2 separate regions of the Sus scrofa genome follow, and region 1 is linked to region 2. A link is a contact called in public promoter capture Hi-C data. All regions are on one chromosome and are shown on one strand. Each heading gives the region's core, a stretch centred on a gene start, on an enhancer-like site or on the middle of the called end of the contact. The rest is flanking DNA. Distances are from core to core; before and after follow the strand shown.

The links. Promoter capture Hi-C pulls out the DNA fragments that hold promoters and counts their contacts.
Region 1: a contact with region 2 is called in a promoter capture Hi-C map of liver, with 4 times the contacts expected there. The contact joins the promoter of FNTB here to the promoter of PLEKHG3 in region 2. A contact is called at or near these places in 1 of 5 promoter capture datasets (liver) and 1 of 2 datasets of contacts at active chromatin or transcription factors (alveolar macrophages).

What each region holds. Positions count from the first base shown.
Region 1 is chr7:89,050,379-89,055,930 of Sscrofa11.1, forward strand. It overlaps FNTB (farnesyltransferase, CAAX box, beta), which reads left to right and starts at 2,256. Exons shown (of 12, transcript NM_001244680.1): 1 at 2,256-2,448. The coding sequence starts at 2,305.
Region 2 is chr7:88,760,554-88,766,498 of Sscrofa11.1, forward strand. It overlaps PLEKHG3 (pleckstrin homology domain-containing family G member 3), which reads left to right and starts at 3,923. Exons shown (of 19, transcript XM_005666312.3): 1 at 3,923-4,171. It overlaps LOC102158547, which reads right to left. Exons shown (of 4, transcript XM_021100073.1): 2 at 4,431-4,670; 3 at 3,741-4,280; 4 at 3,190-3,422. The coding sequence ends at 3,368.

The DNA of each region.
Region 1 (5,552 bases), core at 1,006-3,505, 290 kb after region 2:
CATGTTGTGCAGCCATATCTGTGATCCTAACCCACACAGTCCTGCTTATTCTCAGATTTAGAAATATTCTGGTACCTCCAGGAATTAATGCAGCAACAGTATTTCTAAAATGGATATGGTGATGGTGTTTCTCTACCTGAGGCCTTAGGCCATCCCAGCCTCTTCCTTAGACACCAGAGACTGAGAACAGGGGAATGGCTGGTTGTGAAATATCACACCATGGTTCCCTGGGTCCTAGACATGTGACATGGAATTGAGTGGGAACAGAATAAAATACTTCTGGCAGAAAGTTGAGCTTGTGTCCAAGTATATCTGGAAAGTCTGTTATCATCTTATATTCTCCCATTCCTCGAACCCCCACCCTGACTCTAAATATTTTAACCCCTTGATATAATTTTGGTGTAGTCCTTTTGATGTGGTCCCTGAAAGAGGTTCTCTTCTATTGCTTGTCCAAAGGTAGCAGGGTTTTCCTAAAAATCACAATTTCAACAATTTAATGGAGGCATATCTGATGATTAACCCCACTCAAAAGGAATTTCTTTTATTAGAACCCCTTCAGATTAAATATCAGATATATATATATATGTATATATATATATATATAATTTTTTTTTTTTGTCTTTCTTTTGTCTTTGTAGGGCCGCACCTGTGGCATATGGAAATTCCCTGGCTAGGGGTCCAGTTGGAGTTACAGCTGCCGGCCTACGCCACAGCCACAGCAGTGTAGGATCTGAGCCAAGCCGCGTCTGTGACCTACACCACAGCTCATGGCAATACTGGATCCTCAACCCACTGAGCAAGGCCAGGGATCAAACCCGCAACCTCATGGTTCCTAGTAAGATTCATTTCCGATGCGCCACGACGGGAACTCCCCAGTGGTGATTTTTTTTAATTTATTTTTTATTAGGGTACAGCTGATTTACAGTGTTGAGTCAATTTCTGCTGTATAGTGACCCAATCATATATCTCTAATAGATATATACTTTTTCATTCATATGTATTTCATATATATATATACACACATCCTTTTTATCATATTATTTTCCATTATTAAATATCAGAATTAATACAAACACACGAGTGTATTTGTGGAATATTCTCTCAAACTTGCTGTTCTTTCCTTTTATGAGGCTCTTCCCCAGGATGTTCACATGGATGGCTCCTTATCATCCTCCAGGTCACCGCTTACATGTTGCAGGGAGGCTTGGCCTCACCACCCAATCTAATTAGTCCCCTCCTCCTTTAATTTCTCTCATAGATCCTGTTGTTTTCCTTCATACAATTTATCACAAATCTTCATGTATTTATTGTGTTCATTCACTTAATTTTATCACTTCCACTAGACTGTAAGTTTCCCAAGGGCAAGGATCTTGTTTGTTCACTTTTATATTCCTGGAGCCTAGCACAGTTGCCTGACATGTAGTAGGTGCTCTATTAAAACTTGCTGAATGGGGAGTTCCCTTAGCGGCACAACAGAAACGAATTCCACTAGCATCCAAGAGGATGTGGGTTCAATCTCTGGCCTTGCTCAGTGGGTTAAGGATCTGGCATTGCCCTGAGCTGTGGTGTGGGTAGCCGACTCAGCTCGGATCCGGCGTTGCTGTAGCTGTGGTGCAGGTCGGCAGTGGTAGCTCAGATTCCACCCCTAGCCTGGGAACCTCCATACGCCTGCCTTCGGTGTAGCGCTAAAAAGAAAAAAAAAAAAAAATTGCTGAATAAATGAGTGAATACTTTCTTGGTTGTTTCACTTACACTTGTTCCTTCTACTGCATTTTATTTCCTGGTACTGCACTATCACCCTCAACGGGATAGGAGAGAATTACAGTGCCCCTTCCCTCCATCACTGAGTATTGAGATAGCATGTCCTTTTTGGAGAAGCTTCTGGCGTCTCCCGGACGGTTATCATGTACGCAAAGGCGCACAATAATTCTATTCCTAATAGCATGACTGAGGCAATCAGGAGAGCTGTCAGAAAGGCTTTTAAAGTTACAGTCATTGGGTTCTTGGGCACCCGAACTACCAACATAACAATTACGTGAGAATGAGCAGAATGTTGAAAGTGAAATTAAATTCCTTCCTCGCGCGCCAAGAAACAGAGCCTCTTGCAGCAGCTCCTCTGCCCAATGGGGGGCGGAAGCATCCCAGTGACTCACTCACTGGAGACGTGTAGGTGGCAAGAGCGATTCGCGTTCAAAATCTTTTGACTCTATCCGCTTCCCGTAGCGCCTTAGCCCGCTCGAGTTTCAATACGCGTTGTTGTTTGACGAAGCTGAGTCCTATACACCGCCCGCTGCTTTCCTGATCATGGCTTCTCCGAGTTCCTTCACCTACTATTGCCCTCCATCTTCCTCCCCTGTCTGGTCAGAGCCGCTGTACAGTCTGAGGCCCGAGCACGCGCGGGAGCGGTTGCAGGACGACTCAGTGGAAACAGTCACGTCCATTGAACAGGTGAGGTGGCTTGACTGGGCGAGGCGCCCGCGCGGGGGCTTCTGGGAGCGGGAGTGCTGTCCTCAGGGCAGCCCCGGCGTGGAACTCACCGGGGAACTACAGCTCCCACAGTGCACTGCGGCTCCTCCCCTCTGGAAAGCTCCGGGCGCCCAGGCTTGGGCAGGGTAGTGGAGTGTTTGTGGGGTCAGGTTGGGGAGGGGTCGTTGTCGAGGTTGGAGGTAGAGGACAGTTCCTGGGTCCCCTCTGCTTTAGGGAGCGGACAGAATGTTGTTCTGTGAAGGACTGAAGCAGCCCGAGCGGGTCGGACAGCCCACTCCATTCTGCCAGGCATTTGGAGGTTCTCGGATGGATAGTGCACTTTCCCCACTCAACGCATAGTTTTGGGACCTGGAGGGGGAAAAAAGTGGCCAGACTGCAGACATGCCATTCCATGGTCTTTTTAATTTCTGACCCACATTGCCATGTTTGAGGCCTGCCTCGTGGCTGGGCGTTTTAGTAGTCAGTCATTTGAGCACCAGCAATGTGTTGGACACAATGCTGAGCGCTGGAAATAGAAAGAAATAAAACAGACCCGATCGTGAGCATCCCACAGCCTGGTGAAGAAGACAAACAGGAAAACAATAAAGTTTGGAAAGTGCTGTAATAAGAGTATGAATTTTGGACTACTTGCCATTCACTGAGGCCTCGAAGTAGATGGAGCCTATCACTGAAACGTGTTTGGGGAGTGAGTAGTGAACTTTATTTTTGTTCCCCAGTGGAAATTGTTCCCAAGTTAGTTACTGTAGAAGTGCTTACCCATCTGTCTTTAGGGGAAGTGATCAGAAGGATTCTTTTTAGCACTAACAAATAAGCATCAGGCTGCTTCCTAAAATAAGACCTCATAGTTACATCAGTCTCCAGATTTAATCTTGGAGGGACCTGCTTTGATTTTTATACCTGAGATTGGAGGCCTCGATTTTGGCAAAATTAGTAATGATAATTATTATATTGTATAATTATGACTATGATAACAAAAACAAGGGCTTGAATATACACTTATGCACATAGTAGCAGAGGGAATATTTTAACTGGAGATTTAAGCTTCGTGGGTTTTAGGGTAGAAAGGAAACTTACCCTTTGATTCTAGTTTCCCAGGTTAGTTTGCCCACCAGTGTGTCCTTCCACAAAAGTCTTTTGCAAAAGATTGCAAAGAAATCTCCCATCAGTGAAAAGGCCACAGGGTCTTTGTGATATTCCTAAGTGATGGGTTGTTGAGTTGATTCAGTTCAAGCCTTTTTCTTTTTATCCTTCCTAAGACTATGGGATCACCTCTTATGTAGCTAACAGAATGGACCTAGCACATAAGGCTATGGATAGATAAGATGTTAGTGGAGAACAGGGAATCAGAAGTTGAGCTAATTTATAGAGCGGAACAGAAACTTCCATGATTAGAGGGGCAAGTCAAGAACGGGAGCATTACAAAGAGCTTTACGCATCTGCTCTTTTTTTTTTTTTTTTTTTACGTGCAGTACTTTTTTTGTTCTTTTTCCGTTGAATGCCCTTGGTTAGTTCCTGTCAGGGAAAGACTTATATTCTAAGTGCTTAGGTATAATAAGCCATGGAGAAAAGGATGCAACAAGGTGCTGGTCTGCAAAAGAGTTGCCCAAGGTCTGGGCCAGGTGTGGAAACTAGGTTCTGATATGGAACATTGGTGCTATAGGATGTCTTTCAAATCTAGGCCCAACTATGTGGTAGATGGTAGAGCATCTTGTGTTTCTTGTCCATATCATTATTCCAGCTCATATTTTAAAAGTCTAGGATAAACAGTTCCATATCATAGGAAGATAATATAGTATCTAATCCTCATGGCTGCCTCAGTGTTGTAATTATCATTATAGTCTCCATTTTTTGGGTTCCATACCCAGTAAATGCTCTCCATACATTGTATCATTCAATCCTTACACATTTTCCAGATGAGAAGACTGAGGCTTAGAGGAGTACTTGGTTTGTAGGTTAATGATGATATAATCATAAGAAAAAACAACCTTGCTAGGAGTTGTTTACAGAAGACACTGCCGTTATTCTTTTGGTTCTGACTGAAAATTCTTTTTCTTCTGAGGGATTTACCGACAGCTCAATTTTGTGCCATTGCCAGTTAAAAACAAATGCTTGTCATAGGCTTCCTGATTATCAGGATGCTATTCATTTGTTTAACAGTGATTTGGTAATAGTTAAACCTTTAAACAGTGGAAAGAGTCCTTAGCTCTTGGTTCTTCTGTTCCATTCACTCATTTGCATTCACCCAACAAATACTTGAGTGCTTTCTTTGTGCCAGGCACTGTTCTAGGCACTGGGCATAAGGGAGTGAACAAAAGAGGCCAAGTTGATGCCTTTATGAAGCTTTTGTTCTAGGCCAGGAAGGCAGTCAATTAAAAAAGGGGAAAAAAATCTAATCTGTCTGTCTGTCTGTCTGTCTGTCTATCTATCTATCTATCTATCTATCTATCTTAGTGTTAGAGCGGAGTGCTGTGGAGAAAAATAAAGATGCAATGTGCCAGGCATGGGTGGGGTGGGAGCAGGGGAGGTTTTGATATAAGGTGGTAAGGGAAGCCTCTGCTGATGTGATGTTTCAGCTGAGACCTGAAGCAGATGAGGAAACAAGACCTGTGTGGATCTGGGGGGAAAGCATTCCGGCAGACAAAGGACCTGAGGCAGGGGTGTGCCTGGTGGGTGGAGAGCCACTGTGAATTGTGAAGTTAGCAACCAGAATAGGAAATCAGGCTGGATCTTATTCTTTCAGATACTCTGATCGAGTTGGGAAGCCATCTGGCTGAGTGGCTTTCACTTATTCCCCCGGATGGATTCACTCCACCCCTCTTTTTTTTTTTTTCTTTTTTCTTTTTACGATCTCACCTGCAGCATATGGAAGTTCCCTGGCTGGGTATCAGTCAGAGCTGCAGCTGACAGCCTACATACACCACAGCCACAGCAACACTGAATCTGAGCTGCACCTGCGACCTCTGCCACAGCTTGCGACAATGCTGAATTCTTAACCCACTTTTGAGGCCAGGGATCGAACCTGCATCCTCACATAATCCTGACATTATGTCAGGTTCTTAACCTGC
Region 2 (5,945 bases), core at 2,673-5,172:
ATCTTTTGCCCATTTATAAATTCGGATTATTTGACTTTTTATTGAGTTGTTAGGAGTTCTTTACAATTTATAAGTACAGTCTTTTATCAGATATATGATTTGCAAAATCTTTCTCCCACTTGTTGCACGTTTTCACTTTCTTGACATCCTTTGAAGCATAAAAAGTGTACATTTTGATGATGTCCAATGTATCTGCTTTGTTGTTGTCATTGCTTGCGGCTCACATTGCAGGAAATGTTGCTGAAATGCAACTTGAAACTCTGAAAGCTTTGAGACCTGGGAGTTTGGTGGTGCTTTATAGGTTGCCTATGACAGAGATTTCCTCCAGTTTGGGGGTTTCACTCCCCACCCGGCCAGCCCTTGCTCCTTCTCTGGGCTGGAAGCACGGAGCCCTTCAGCAGGTTTCCATCCCCTCCTCTCCTGAGGTCTACCACAATAGAGCAGCTGAGAGGACAGTTTGGAAATGTCCTTTATTGTGAAAACTCAATGGCCTTTGTCTCTGAGATTTGAAATTTTGATGCAAATGTTGGCAAGCCCAGAGTTTGGAAGGAGGAGGGGAAGGGCTGGGAGAAGAAACCCTGCCATTGATTTCCAGGGTGAGTCATTTCAACTCTGTGTTGTCTTGGTTTTCTCACCCATAAAATGGGGAAAATACCGCCATCTCTCCATCTCAGGTGGGGGCACTTTGAAGATGAGTTAGAACACTTTGAGATTCTGGATTAAAGGCATTACAAGGTATTATTATAATAATAAATGACTTAATAGCGGAGGGGGTGAGGATACTAAAGCAAAAGGCAGAAAGAGAGAGGCTCTGGGCTGTGGAGCGACCTCGGTCTAGAACTCCTGGGCCCAGACCCAGAGTTTTATTCTTAGAAGTGAGACTGCGTGATTTCTCACAAACTGGCTTCTTTCCTCTGAATTCAGCATTGTTCTGCAGAGTACACCCTACATGACTTCTGCCATAAGGAAAGATTACACTCTTTTTAGGAAATAAGATATACATTAAAACAAATAGAAACTGGAGTTCCATTATGGCTCAGTGGTTAACGAATCCAACTAGGAACCGTGAGGTTGCGGGTTCGATCCCTTGCCTTGCTCAGTGAGTTAAGGGTCCGGCGTTGCCATGAGCTATGGTGTAGGTCGAACAAGCGGCTCGGATCCCACGTTGCTGTGGCTGTGGTGTAGGCCATCGGCTACAGTTCCGATTAGACTCCTAGTCTGGGAACCTCCATATGCCGCGGAGTGGTCCTAGAAAAGGCAAAAAGACAAAAAAAAAAAAAAAAAAAGAGAGAGAAAGAAAAAGAAACAATAGTGCGGCGAAAGCAGAGTCCAGGTTCTAATCAAGGAATACGCATAACAATATCTTTGAGTTCTTCTGCAGGAACTAAAGCCCCCATCCAGGTTGGGGATGGTAACCTCTGGCTGAGCATAAGACTGCTGGAGGAGTTCCCATTGTGGCGCAGTGGTTAACGAATCCGACTAGGAACCATGAGGTTGCGGGTTCCGTCCCTGCCCTTGCTCAGTGGGTTAATGATCCGGCGTTGCCTTGAGCTGTGGTGTAGGTTGACAGAAGCAATTCGGATCCCGCGTTGCTGTGGCTCTGGTGTAGGCCGGTGGCTAAAGCTCCGATTAGACCCCTAGCCTGGGAAATCTCCATATGCCGCGGGAGCAGCCCAAGAAATAGCAATAAGGCAAAAAAAAAAAAAAAAAAAAAAAAAAAAAAAGACTGCTGGAACACTGCCCTGTTACCATCAACCTATCAGAAGAAAGTCTGCATACAGTGGAAGATAAGGAAGACTCAGACCTCCTCCTCAAATGATGGTCCAGCAGAATCTCCAGAGTTCGTTTTGGGGCAGGAGTCTGTCATCTTTCCAGGTTGCCCACCTCCTGAATAAAGCAACCTTTCCTTTCCAATCAACACCTGTTTCTCGGAGTTCCCAATGTGGCTCAGCGGTAACGAACACAACAGGTATCCATGAGGATTCAGGTTTGATCCCTGGCCCTGCTCAGTGGGTTAAGGATTCGGTGTTACTGTGAGCTGTGGTGTAGGTTGCAGATGCAGCTTGCATCACAAGTAGCTGTGGCTGTGGTGTAGGCCGGCAGCTACAGCTCTGATTCGATCCCTAGTCTGGGAACTTCCATATGCCGCAGGTGGGGCCCTAAAAAGATAAAACCAAAACAAAACACAACACCTGTTTCTGGAGTATTGGCTTTCCTGTGGCAAGCAGATGAACCTGATTTTCCTAACACTCGCACACAAGGCCTCTGTGAGTATGGAGGGAGACTAAGTTTGTAAATAGCATGGCAGGAGCCCTATACAAACAGTAAGCACTCACTAAATGAGTTATTATTACTGTGGTAAGGCATTACCACCTCTGCGGATGCTGCTCCCCAATGGCTTAGTTGAGTCCGAGGCCTTCTTTGGAGGCTAGAATTTGAGGTGGGCAGGAAGGGATTGATAGGATTAGGGTGATCAGAGAAGAAAGCAGGATCAAAGAGAAGCGGAAGCCTCAGGATGGGCTGCCTGGGGCAAGCAGACGGGGACTGGGGCTTCCCATTCCCCCCACCCCGGCCGCTGCGTGGCGGGCTGTATCGGGCAGAACCGCGTTGGCTGTTTAGCTCCGATCTCCCCGCCCCGCTCTCCAATCTCGGCGTTCACCTTCCCTCCGGGGCTGGAGCGGACCCTCCCTCCCTGAGGAATGTGCGACCCTCCCTCTCCGAGGAATGTGCGTCCGGCTTCCCCTGCCGGTCATGCCCGGCGCGTACCTCTTTCCACCCCACCGCTGTAGGTAGGCAGGAACCCCGCTGTCTCCACCCCACCCTCCGCCAGGATCCAGTTTCAAAGTCACCTGAAAGCCATTTCCTTCCGCGCACGCCCCTCCCCCTCCCTGTAAATCACCTGGGGCTCGCGTTTGCCTGGAGTAGCTTATTTGTCTTTCTTTTTTCTGGCTTTTTTTTTTTTAATGAACTCTATTATTAAGTCGTTTACTAGACGCACTTATCTCTCCTGGATGTCAAACAAACCCAGTGGTTCTGATGTCATTGTCCCTTTCCTCCTCCCATGCTGGGCTCCTCTTCCTATCTTGTGCTGTGGCAGCATCTTCCCCCCGCCCCCCAGCACCTTTGCTGATGTATTATTTCAGGTTTTAAAGTTTATGCTCCTGCTCCAAACCCGGTCTGTCTTTATTGTGTGTCCCTGTTCCGCCCTTCAGCCTCTCACTTTCCAGGTGTGCACTTTTCCGCGCCCGTATGATTACATACAAACAAAACCAGGAGACAGGTTCTCTTCGTTTTACCAAAATGAACTTTATTACACAGCTTTCTGCCTCTTGTTTTCCCCACCTAGCAGTCTCTAGGTGGACTCCCTCTAAGTTATCGGCTTCTTCATCTCTGGACAGCTTTTCCGAGGTTTGGCTTTACATCTGTAAATGGTCACGGGGACAGAATTTCGGTGAGGAATTCAAGACGTGCCTTTCTGACTCAAAAAATCGAGATGACCTGCTCCGGTAGGATCAGGAGTCCCAAATCCGATTCCAGCTAATGACTCACTAGGGAGTCCCCTTTCGTGTCCATACAGTGGGGGCTCTTTGGGCCATCGGGAAGTGGTGATATCAGGTCTGTGACACCGGGGTAACCCCCTGCCCCCACGTGCGTCTTTTGTGTCTTAGCGTACCTAGGCTGCCGGGAGGCGGCCAGCGTTTGGCTGGACCCACACCGCCGGGGCCGCGCGCTCGCCTCACCTGCGGGCGTTAATCATTAGCGGTGCGCGAGCCCCACCACCGCCGCCGCAGCCTTTACCCCATGTTCCAGCTCGCAGCACCGCGAAGTTTCCCCCGCCGAGCCGCCAATCGCGGGATTCCAGCCGCGGGCCAGAGTCTCCACCCACTGGAAAAATTCCTGGTCCGCCCTCCGTCCCTCCCGCTGCAGCTCCCTCTCGGCTCGGCCCCGACTTCCTGCCGGGCGCTGGGAAGGCGCGCGCGGGCTGGGGTCCCGGGGGGCCGCGCTCACAGCTGGCCGCGCCCCGGCCGCCAAGGGGCTGGCAGTGGGCGGGAACTGCCCGCAGCCTCGGCCCCTTCCCAGAGCGACTTTCAAACTCGCGCTCGCGTTGCGGCTGCATCTGGGTGGCTTCGCGCGCCTGGCGTTCCGGACCTGGCGAGGCGACCACTGCTCGGTGAGTGTCCCTCGTTGCTCCCCGCGCCCTCTGCCAGTGCAGCCGGCGGGGCGGCAGTTCCTGGAGGGGTGTTGAAGCCCCCACCCTCCAGGGTGCTCGCCCCAGCCCGCTGCGGGGTGAGGACTAGAGATGGCAGTGGGGGGCCCAGGGCCGCATGGGCTTCTCTCAGGGCGACCCTCCAGGGCTGGAGCTCGGGAGGCTACTGCCAGGAGACATTTTTTGTCCTTTAGCCCCCACCCCGGAAACGAAAGGAGCGTACACGCCGGGTGACTCCAGGAGGCTCAGTTTGAAATCTGGGAAGCCTGCGAGGTTGCGCCCACCCGCGCCCACGGCAGGAGGTTTTAGGAGGGCTGGTCTTTGCCTCGCACTGTGGACCCGGGCAGGGTAAACTCTTTTGGGCAAGGAACCGAGCCTCTGGTCCCGGTAGCTCGAGAGGCGCCAGCAGCCTGTTCCGGGTTGGTGCCACACGGTACTCGCTCTGGGAATCTCAGATCGTATCCTAGAGGGATTAGATTGGGGGCCAGAAAAGGGGCGTCGGGGAGTCGAAAGCACATAGGCGATTGCCCGCCACGGTCTCAACCTCGCCCACTCCCAAAGTGGGTTCGGTTAATTTTCTCCCTCTTCTTAGCCCTTTGGTTTGGAAAGCTAAGAGAAGGGGTGCAAACTTGAAAATTTCAAGACTTTTTAGGGAGCTGCTTTTTACTCTTTGGAGCTGCTTTTGAAAACAAAAGGAAGAACCGAATGGGAACTGTAATAGTGGGGGAGGCTGGAGGGGTGTGGCCTGGGGTGGGGCGATGTTAGTGGCCACTGTTAAGAGCTGCACCCTTGAAGTCACTCACTAAACTGTTGGCAGATGAAAGGGCCGGTCTCCTGTTCTGGGGCTCCCAAGAGACGATCTGGACTGCATCACCCTACAGGGAACCCCGGGCTGGGAGTTCCCAGGGTCTCCTCAGCCCTGCCTCTGTGCGCTGCCCAGCCACACCGGCCTTGCTTAAGAAATAATAAGCAGGGAGAGTAATGACAGCCCCCAGGCCTTCCCACAGAGCATTTTGTCTGCCTCCCTTCAGGAAAGTGCCTTTCCAGCCTCTCCTATGCTGGATTCGGAGTGGAATCCTGAGTGACTTCACCCCAATCATTTCCAGCAGAAAACCTAGAGAATAAGAACCGCAAAGAGGTGTACCCCTTCTCTGTTCACCCTCTTCGCTGTGGTCCTGCTCCTGCTGTTAACACTCCTGCCTCTGCTGCCCCCTTCCCTTCCCAGAAGGCCGGGCAACCCCTTGGCTCCCCAGGTATATTGCTCTGGTGATGAGGCAGGGAGTGGGCATGGGCTGAACTGAGTCAGAGGGAGGGGGTTTGCCTAGGAGCTGCCATGAGCTTTCCTACTGCCTGTTATTAGAAGTGGCATATCTGGGATAGTGGGACAACCCCAGGCCTGGGTAGGAGTCCAGCACAGGATTTTGCCTGAGTTTTAGTCCTGGCTCTACTCTGTGGCATCAGGGATTGATAGAGTCATTTGGGCTGGAAGGCACCTGAGATGAGCCTATGCCCCCTGCCCATGAAGGCAGCAGAGCCCAGAGATGGGAGCCTGGTTCCTCCTGTTGGCCAAATAGGGGCCAAAACTCAGATTTCCTCACTGTCGAATCTGTGCTTTCTCCAACATGACCTGAGCAAGTCACATATCTTCTCTGACTCAGTTTCCACATGAATAGAATTGGGTCCTTGCCTGCTTTTCCTCAGAGGCTCTGGTAAGGATCAAAATGTGTCCTGTACATGG